Linked DNA regions of Rattus norvegicus: region 1 is linked to region 2. Evidence: chromatin contacts called from public Hi-C data. All regions are on one chromosome and are shown on one strand. The core of a region is the stretch at or near the end of the contact, and the rest is flanking DNA. Distances in the headings are between cores, read along the strand shown. Region 1 has its middle 34 kb from the start of Azin2. Region 2 overlaps Phc2 (polyhomeotic homolog 2).

The links. Hi-C and Micro-C count contacts between places; a contact is called where the count stands out from the background.
Region 1: a contact with region 2 is called in a Hi-C map of Schwann cells, with 4 times the contacts expected there. The contact joins two enhancer-like sites. A contact is called at or near these places in 1 of 12 Hi-C or Micro-C datasets (Schwann cells) and 1 of 1 datasets of contacts at active chromatin or transcription factors (oligodendrocytes).

Annotation. Positions count from the first base shown.
Region 1 is chr5:146,559,560-146,562,809 of GRCr8, forward strand. No RefSeq gene overlaps it. Among named protein-coding and RNA genes, the nearest start is that of Azin2, 34 kb to the right of the region's middle. Within about 2 kb of position 1,397, at least 32 of the 93 cell types and tissues checked have an H3K27ac peak or open chromatin away from gene starts, as enhancers often do. A contact at or near this core is called in Schwann cells, where this site is marked.
Region 2 is chr5:146,342,259-146,345,611 of GRCr8, forward strand. It overlaps Phc2 (polyhomeotic homolog 2), which reads left to right. Exons shown (of 14, transcript NM_001013169.2): 5 at 135-221; 6 at 1,150-1,462. Among named protein-coding and RNA genes, the nearest start is that of Phc2, 8.7 kb to the left of the region's middle. Within about 2 kb of position 1,668, at least 21 of the 93 cell types and tissues checked have an H3K27ac peak or open chromatin away from gene starts, as enhancers often do. A contact at or near this core is called in Schwann cells, where this site is marked.

The DNA of each region.
Region 1 (3,250 bases), core at 147-2,646, 220 kb after region 2:
GCTTTTCTCTAAAACAAACCTGAGCAAACCAAATTAAAACTCTCTCCACTTGAATATGTCATGGGATTGAACATTTAACATGTTCTGGCTAACCCTGGGCTCCAACCTCATAGGTAGCAATGAATAGCCTAGTAAGAGCACCAGTGGAAGGGGAAGCCCTTGTTCCTGCCAAGACTGAACCCCCAGTGAACGGGATTGTTGTGGGGAGGGCGGTAATGGGGGGTAGGATGGGGAGGGGAACACCCATATAGAGGGGAGGGGGAGGGGTTAGAGGATGTTGGCCTGGAAACCGGGAAAGGGAATAACAATTGAAATGTAAATAAGAAATACTCAAGTTAATAAAGATGGAGGAAAAAAAATGTTCAGGGATTTAGCCAGAGGTACATTTTGGAGCCACCTGTTCCCATTTCCTACAGAAACCTGGCGCCCCTGGTCTGGTGTATACAAGACCCTCGCCATCTCCAATAGTGTTATTAAAATGTCTAGAGAACAGCCTTTTGTGATAGGGTGATACTAAGTCAATACACACAAAAAATAAAATAAATAAAAGCACTTATGCCCATCACCATCTGCCTGCACATGCAGGAAGAAACAGAAGAAAGAGGCTTCCTAACCTGTTCCTCTAGTTACTGTCTGTTCTTAGACATGTTACTTCATATTTACGATTCTGTTGCCTCATTTGTAAGTGTAAATGATTCAAGTAGTCACTGATGGTTAGCACACACCAGGGACCGTTCCATACGTTTTAAATATGTTAATTTACCAACATATAAAGCAGGTACTATATATCCTTTTTACAGATACAGTAATGGTGGCATAGAGTAATTTACACTGCGAGACGCTGCTGATAAATGGTAAAATTAAGATTACGACACAGGCAGTGAGGGTGCGAATCTTTGTCATAAAATTCACTCCACGGGGTTGCATGGGTAAAACGAAATAATGCAAATTAAGGGCAAAGGCAGGCCAAGGCAGGCCTGACAGTAGGCATTCTTTTTTTTTTTTTTTTTTTTTTTGGTTCTTTTTTTCGGAGCTGGGGACCGAACCCAGGGCCTTGCGCTTCCTAGGTAAGCGCTCTACCACTGAGCTAAATCCCCAGCCCCGGCATTCTTCTTTTTTAAATGCCCAGTATCATCGCTTGGAAATGGAGAATTCATTCAAAACCTCCAGTTTTCTGCAGGAACTTAGCAGAGAACATCCACACTGCTTTGCGGTTCTCGACTCTGGAAGGCTCTGGAAGGCAAGGGTAGCTGATGGACCAGAGGGCCACTTGCTGAGGGGCCTGGGTCCCAGGCATTTCTGAGTCGGCCGACACCAGGTCGACCCCGCCCCATGTCGCTGCTGTACCAGGTTGTCCGTGGAAGCCCGGCCCTCGGCGAAGGATCGAGTTTCCTTTAGTGGCCTAGAGGCTGCCGAGCACATTTCTGGCTTTCCACCTATGGGTTAGCAGTTCGCAGTCAAGTCGGTAAAGTCGATTCCTCCTCCCGACCGGCAGAGGGCGCAAGAGCACATGGCTCGACGTTTCTTGGGAACGGAAGTGACGTCAAGAAAACGGAACTCTGCGGGGTTTGGGTGCAGTGTTGAGCGGTTCCCTGAAGCCGAATTCGCTGCCTCCCACTTCTGATTCCACAAAGTGGAGTTTAAATGTGCTTTTCAGCTCTGACACTCTCATTTATGTTTTTAAATGTTAAATCAGTGTCCTGGACAAAAGGACCTCTCTAGTCACTCACTGCTTCTCCGAGTGGAAAGAGAACCCCGAGAAGCAGGCGGTGCAGGGCCTAAGGACGTCCAGGCCAAGTGTCTCAGCACTGTTCCCATTCAGGGAGGGAGGGACTTCCCAAGTCCAAGGAATGGTTTGCTAGGGTAGGGTTGCCGGAGTTACCAAATAAAATGCAGGACACCCTGTTAAACTTGAATTGCAGATAAAGAAGTAATGTCTTTGCTTAGAAATATGCCAGACATTGCGCGCGCGCGCATACACACACACACACACACACACACACACACACACACACACACACACGTTCAAATTTAACTGGGTGTTCTGTATTTTACCTGGCAATCCTACCTCTAACGCTACCTAGGAAGCCAGACTCAGGCCTTCTATATAGGCCCGCATGTCTCTCTCATAGTAACTAGAAGTTTCAGAGCTCTGTTGTGACCAGCTGTAACCCTGAGTTTATCTGGATGGCTTCTAGCTCATCGAAATGGCGATTGCACAATCTAAGGCTACTTGGAAGCTAAGAGATCAAAGGTCCTCTCTCTCTCTTTTTTTTTTTTTTTTTTTTTCCCCCCGGAGCTGGGGACCGAACCCAGGGCCTTGCGCTTCCTAGGTAAGCGCTCTACCACTGAGCTAAATCCCCAGCCCAAAGGTCCTCTCTTTTAAGATGAGTGTATTCCAATGACACTAAGAACTGAAATATGGGGCAGGAGAGACGGCTCAGCGGTTAAGAGCACTGACCGCTCTTCCAGAGGTCCTGAGTTCAAATCCCAGCAACCACATGGTGGCTGACAAACGTCTGTAATGGGATCTGATGCCCTCTTCTGGCATGTCTGAAGACAGATACGGTGTACTCATATAAATAAAAAAATTTTTTTAAGAAAAAGGAACTGAAATATAAACGGAAGGCTGAGAGGAGGCTGGACAGAGAAAGCGTACTCTACCGTTTATTGGCATCTCAGTGGGAATCAACTAAAGGATTTTCAGCAGAATGTGGGAAATCACTAAAAAATAGGACTCGTGTTTCAGAACACTTTTCTGATCACCAGGATGTCATAGCCGGTGATTTTTCACAGGGGGTGACAACACAGCAAAGAAGTGAGAGAATCCTTGTACTGTTGCCTCCCCGGTGGGCCCTTTACTGCAGCAAGAGAGCCAGTTTGGACAGGTGGGCATCCTGGATTGGGGTAGGGGAGAGGGCTCTCAGACAACGCATCTCCTGTGACCTCATGAGGCTGTGTGGCTGGGCCTGCTTCTCCCAGGTTGGAGGGAGAGAGAGAGGAAGGAAAAACTACCACCAGGTCTCCCGCTCTGTTCTGTTCTGTTCCGTTCTTTTTAACTTTATATTGATTTGTAGTGAGTTTCACATCACGTACCTGTGTCTCACGCATCTGCCCGTCCCCTAATATCTGTCCATCTCTCTTGTAGCCTCCGCTGTGACCAAATAAAGCACTCACTCACAATAAAAACAAAACCTAGAAAACATCTCGTTGTGGAAGCTGTAGTATGTCACAATGTGTCCCACAGTGT
Region 2 (3,353 bases), core at 418-2,917:
ACCTCGTTTCCTGTGATTCCAGGCCCAGCCAGGTGGCTTGGTGCAGGTAGCTAGGAGCCCAGGCCGCACTGTTCCTTGGTAGCTCGGTGCAGGTAGCTAGGAGCCTAGGCCGCACTGTTCCTTTGTCCCCTCAGCTCATCTTCACGCCCACGGCCACCGTCGCTACTGTACAGCCTGAGCTCGGCACTGGCTCCCCCGCTCGGCCCCCTACCCCTGCCCAGGTGAGGATCCCGGGCTTGTGGGTGGGCGGGGGGTGGGCAGCTCTTAGAGGGACAGGGGTGCTGGCAGTGGTAGGACTTGTCTGTGAAGCAAAAGGAAAATGGACTCGCTCATTAATTTCCATCCGGCTGGCCTCAGCACCCCTTGGCTGTTTTGTCCCCTCTGAATATAGGTACGTAGCAGAGGGCACCGTGAGCCAGCACTCAGGGGTGGGGTTTGGAGGCAGGGGAATTCTGAGAGAAGGAACAGGATGGGTCCTGGCCTCCTGCCTTCTGCTACAGCACGTAGGTGATGTTCTGTGTGAGAAGTCTGGGGAACCTGAGAACCGACCTCTTTACTCTGTCTTCCCACCCCATGTCCAGAAGGGGGACCCACACTCAAGGATGGAGAAGCTAGGTTAAGAGTCTGGCACTGCCTCCCTTTGTCCAGCAGAGGGCAGCAGGGACTAGACTAAATAAACATGCAGCTGCCTTGGAACTGCCTGGCATTGACCTGATTGTGAGGACAAGCTGATCATTCTTGTCCTGGGTTTTTCCATACCGTGCCTTGCCTTAGTGGCATGCAGCGAATCCCGATAGTGTCAGAGGGGTGGGAGAGTAAGGAAAGATAGGCGCTGTTTCCCTGCCCCTGGCCATCCCAGCTGGGGAGCCCCAGAATTCAGTTCTGATCACTGGTCACTAACCATACTTCCTGTGTTCTTTACAAACTCCACCCACTCCTGGCTTCTCTTTCAGCCCCTAACTGCCCACCACCCCGTGTGTCTCTCTTTCTGCTTTGTCTTTTCTATCTCTGTCTCTTCCTCTCGCTCTCTCCATTTAGAGCCCACTTTTGAGTCTGTAGTGCTGGATCTGCCCTGACTTCCTCTCGGGCGTGTGTTGCTGTTGCCCCAGCCCGCATTCTCTGGACTCTCACAGGTTCCCTTCTTTTCAGGTACAGAACCTGACGCTTCGAACACAGCAGACACCAGCAGCAGCAGCAGCAGCAGCAGCCTCGGGCCCTGCCCCTACCCAGCCCGTCCTGCCCAGCTTGGCCCTGAAACCCACACCCAGCAGTAGCCAGCCTCTGCCTCCCACACCACAGGGCAGGACCGTGGTTCAGGGTTCCCCTGTGGGTGCCAAGCCTAGTGTGACTGACAATGTGACGGAGCCACTCAAGACAGATGGCAACAGCAACATGGAGGCCCGGCCTGGGCCTGACCGCGCCACCGTTCCTACTGTGGCTACTCACCAGCTCACTGCACCAGGTAAGGTCCCAACACAATGACTTCTGGGTTGTGGATGAAGAACCTTCCAAACCTTCCTTCCTTCCCGTGTGTGCATCAGGACGCCAGCCTCTCCCTGACCTCTCCCGATCCTGGGGTGTTTGCCAGCTCCAGGCTCCAGTTCATGCTTAGTCTGACTTTAAGGAAGGAACCCACATTCTTGATAAGCTTTTTCACTAACATGGCCCTGACTCAGGGGAGCTGGTCACAGCCTTGGCCCTGCATGGGTGGAGACTGGTAGTTGGACTATTTTGGGATTCCCAAAGTTACTGAAAAGGATGTGGCCAGCCAGAGCCTGTGAGAGCCAGAGGCAGAGGAGAGGCAGGAAGCCGACTCTCATCCATTAACAGCCCTCAGCTAACTAACGTGGGCAAGGCTTTCTGTTGCCCTGAGTATGCAGAGGCCAGAGAACTCAAGGAGGGTGGCACTGTGGCCTGTTCTGTGTCCAAGCTCTGAGGCCCACAGGAGAGTGGAAGGCCCACCTTACCTGGGAGACAGGAGCCGGGAAAGGCTTACCGGCGATCGCCACACTTGAGAGTAAATCTAAAAGGTTGAAAAAGTAGCTGATTATTCCCAAGGCATATTCTGCAAACAGGGATGAGTGTGGTCTGAGAGTAGCCCCCAGCTCTGCCCACTGAGCCTCCCAGCACAGGTCAATAAGAACATCTGCCAAGGATTCTGGAAGCAGACTTTCTAATCAAAGGAACAGGTACGAGCAATTCAACAACAGAAATAAATATAGCGGGGAACATACTGCGTGGATTAAAGACAGTCCCTGTCTCCAACCCCTTGGGCAAGCCACTGACCCTCATGCTCACCCACACCGCTTAGATTCCAATAGGGTCCGCATGCTCTTTGAAGTTTGCTGGAGAACTCTCACTAGGTTGGTTGGGCTGGGGAGTAACATAGTGGTACAATACTTACCTAGAATATGTCAAGCCCTGGCTTTGATGCCCACTGTCACCAAAAAGAGTTTTTGTTTTTTTATTTTTAAAGTTCAAGTATGATTCCTTACCTAAGAGAGTATACAGTTAAAAGCAAATCCACTCAGGTTTTTTAATCCTGTCGGTGTGGCAGGCACAGATGGCCAACCCAGAGGACGCAGCACCTGAGTCTTTTTTATATAGCCCAGGCCAGCCTAGAACTCCCCGTCTTCCTGTCTCAGCCTCGGGAATACTGGGGTACGGGTATGTGCCAACACACCCAGCTGGCAACCAAGTCCTGAGGCAGGAGCGGCAGGAGCCCAGCACACCAAGGAGGGAAGTCAGGCGTCCCAGACAGGCAGAAGCGAGCACAGGTCAAGCACGGGGTACAAGTCATTCCTTCACCTTTTGGAGACCACAGAAATCACCCAGGACAAAGGACAGGTTAACTGCCTGGCATAGGTCCTGCCTGAGGTGAGGAGAGCCCCCCACCCCCTGCAGAGGCCAGAGGTTCCCAGTCTCCCACCCGCCTGGCGTCGCATTTCCAGAGAATGCTCCAGCCTCGATCTTTGGTGGAAAAGGAGACTGAGACTGAAGGGCCAGACTTAGGGGGAGCCACATGTGCTGAGAACCATTAGGCCGGAAGTAGGGCTCCAAAGCTTCTCCTCCTCTTCTTCCTCCTCCTCTTCCTCCTCCCCTCCTCCTCTTCCTCCTCTTCCCCTTCCTCCTCTCCTCCTCTTCCTCCTCCTCTTCCTCCTCCTCTTCCTCCTCTTCTTCTTCCTCCCCTCCTCCTCCTTCTCCTCTTCCTCCTCTTCTTCTTCCTCTTCCTCCTCCTCTCCTCCACTTCCTCCTCCTCCTCCTTTTCTTCTTCCTCCTCCTCTCCCTCCTCCTCTTCTTCTTTAGATTCAATAACATTTAAAATTTTTATTGAAAAAAAATCATACAGTATA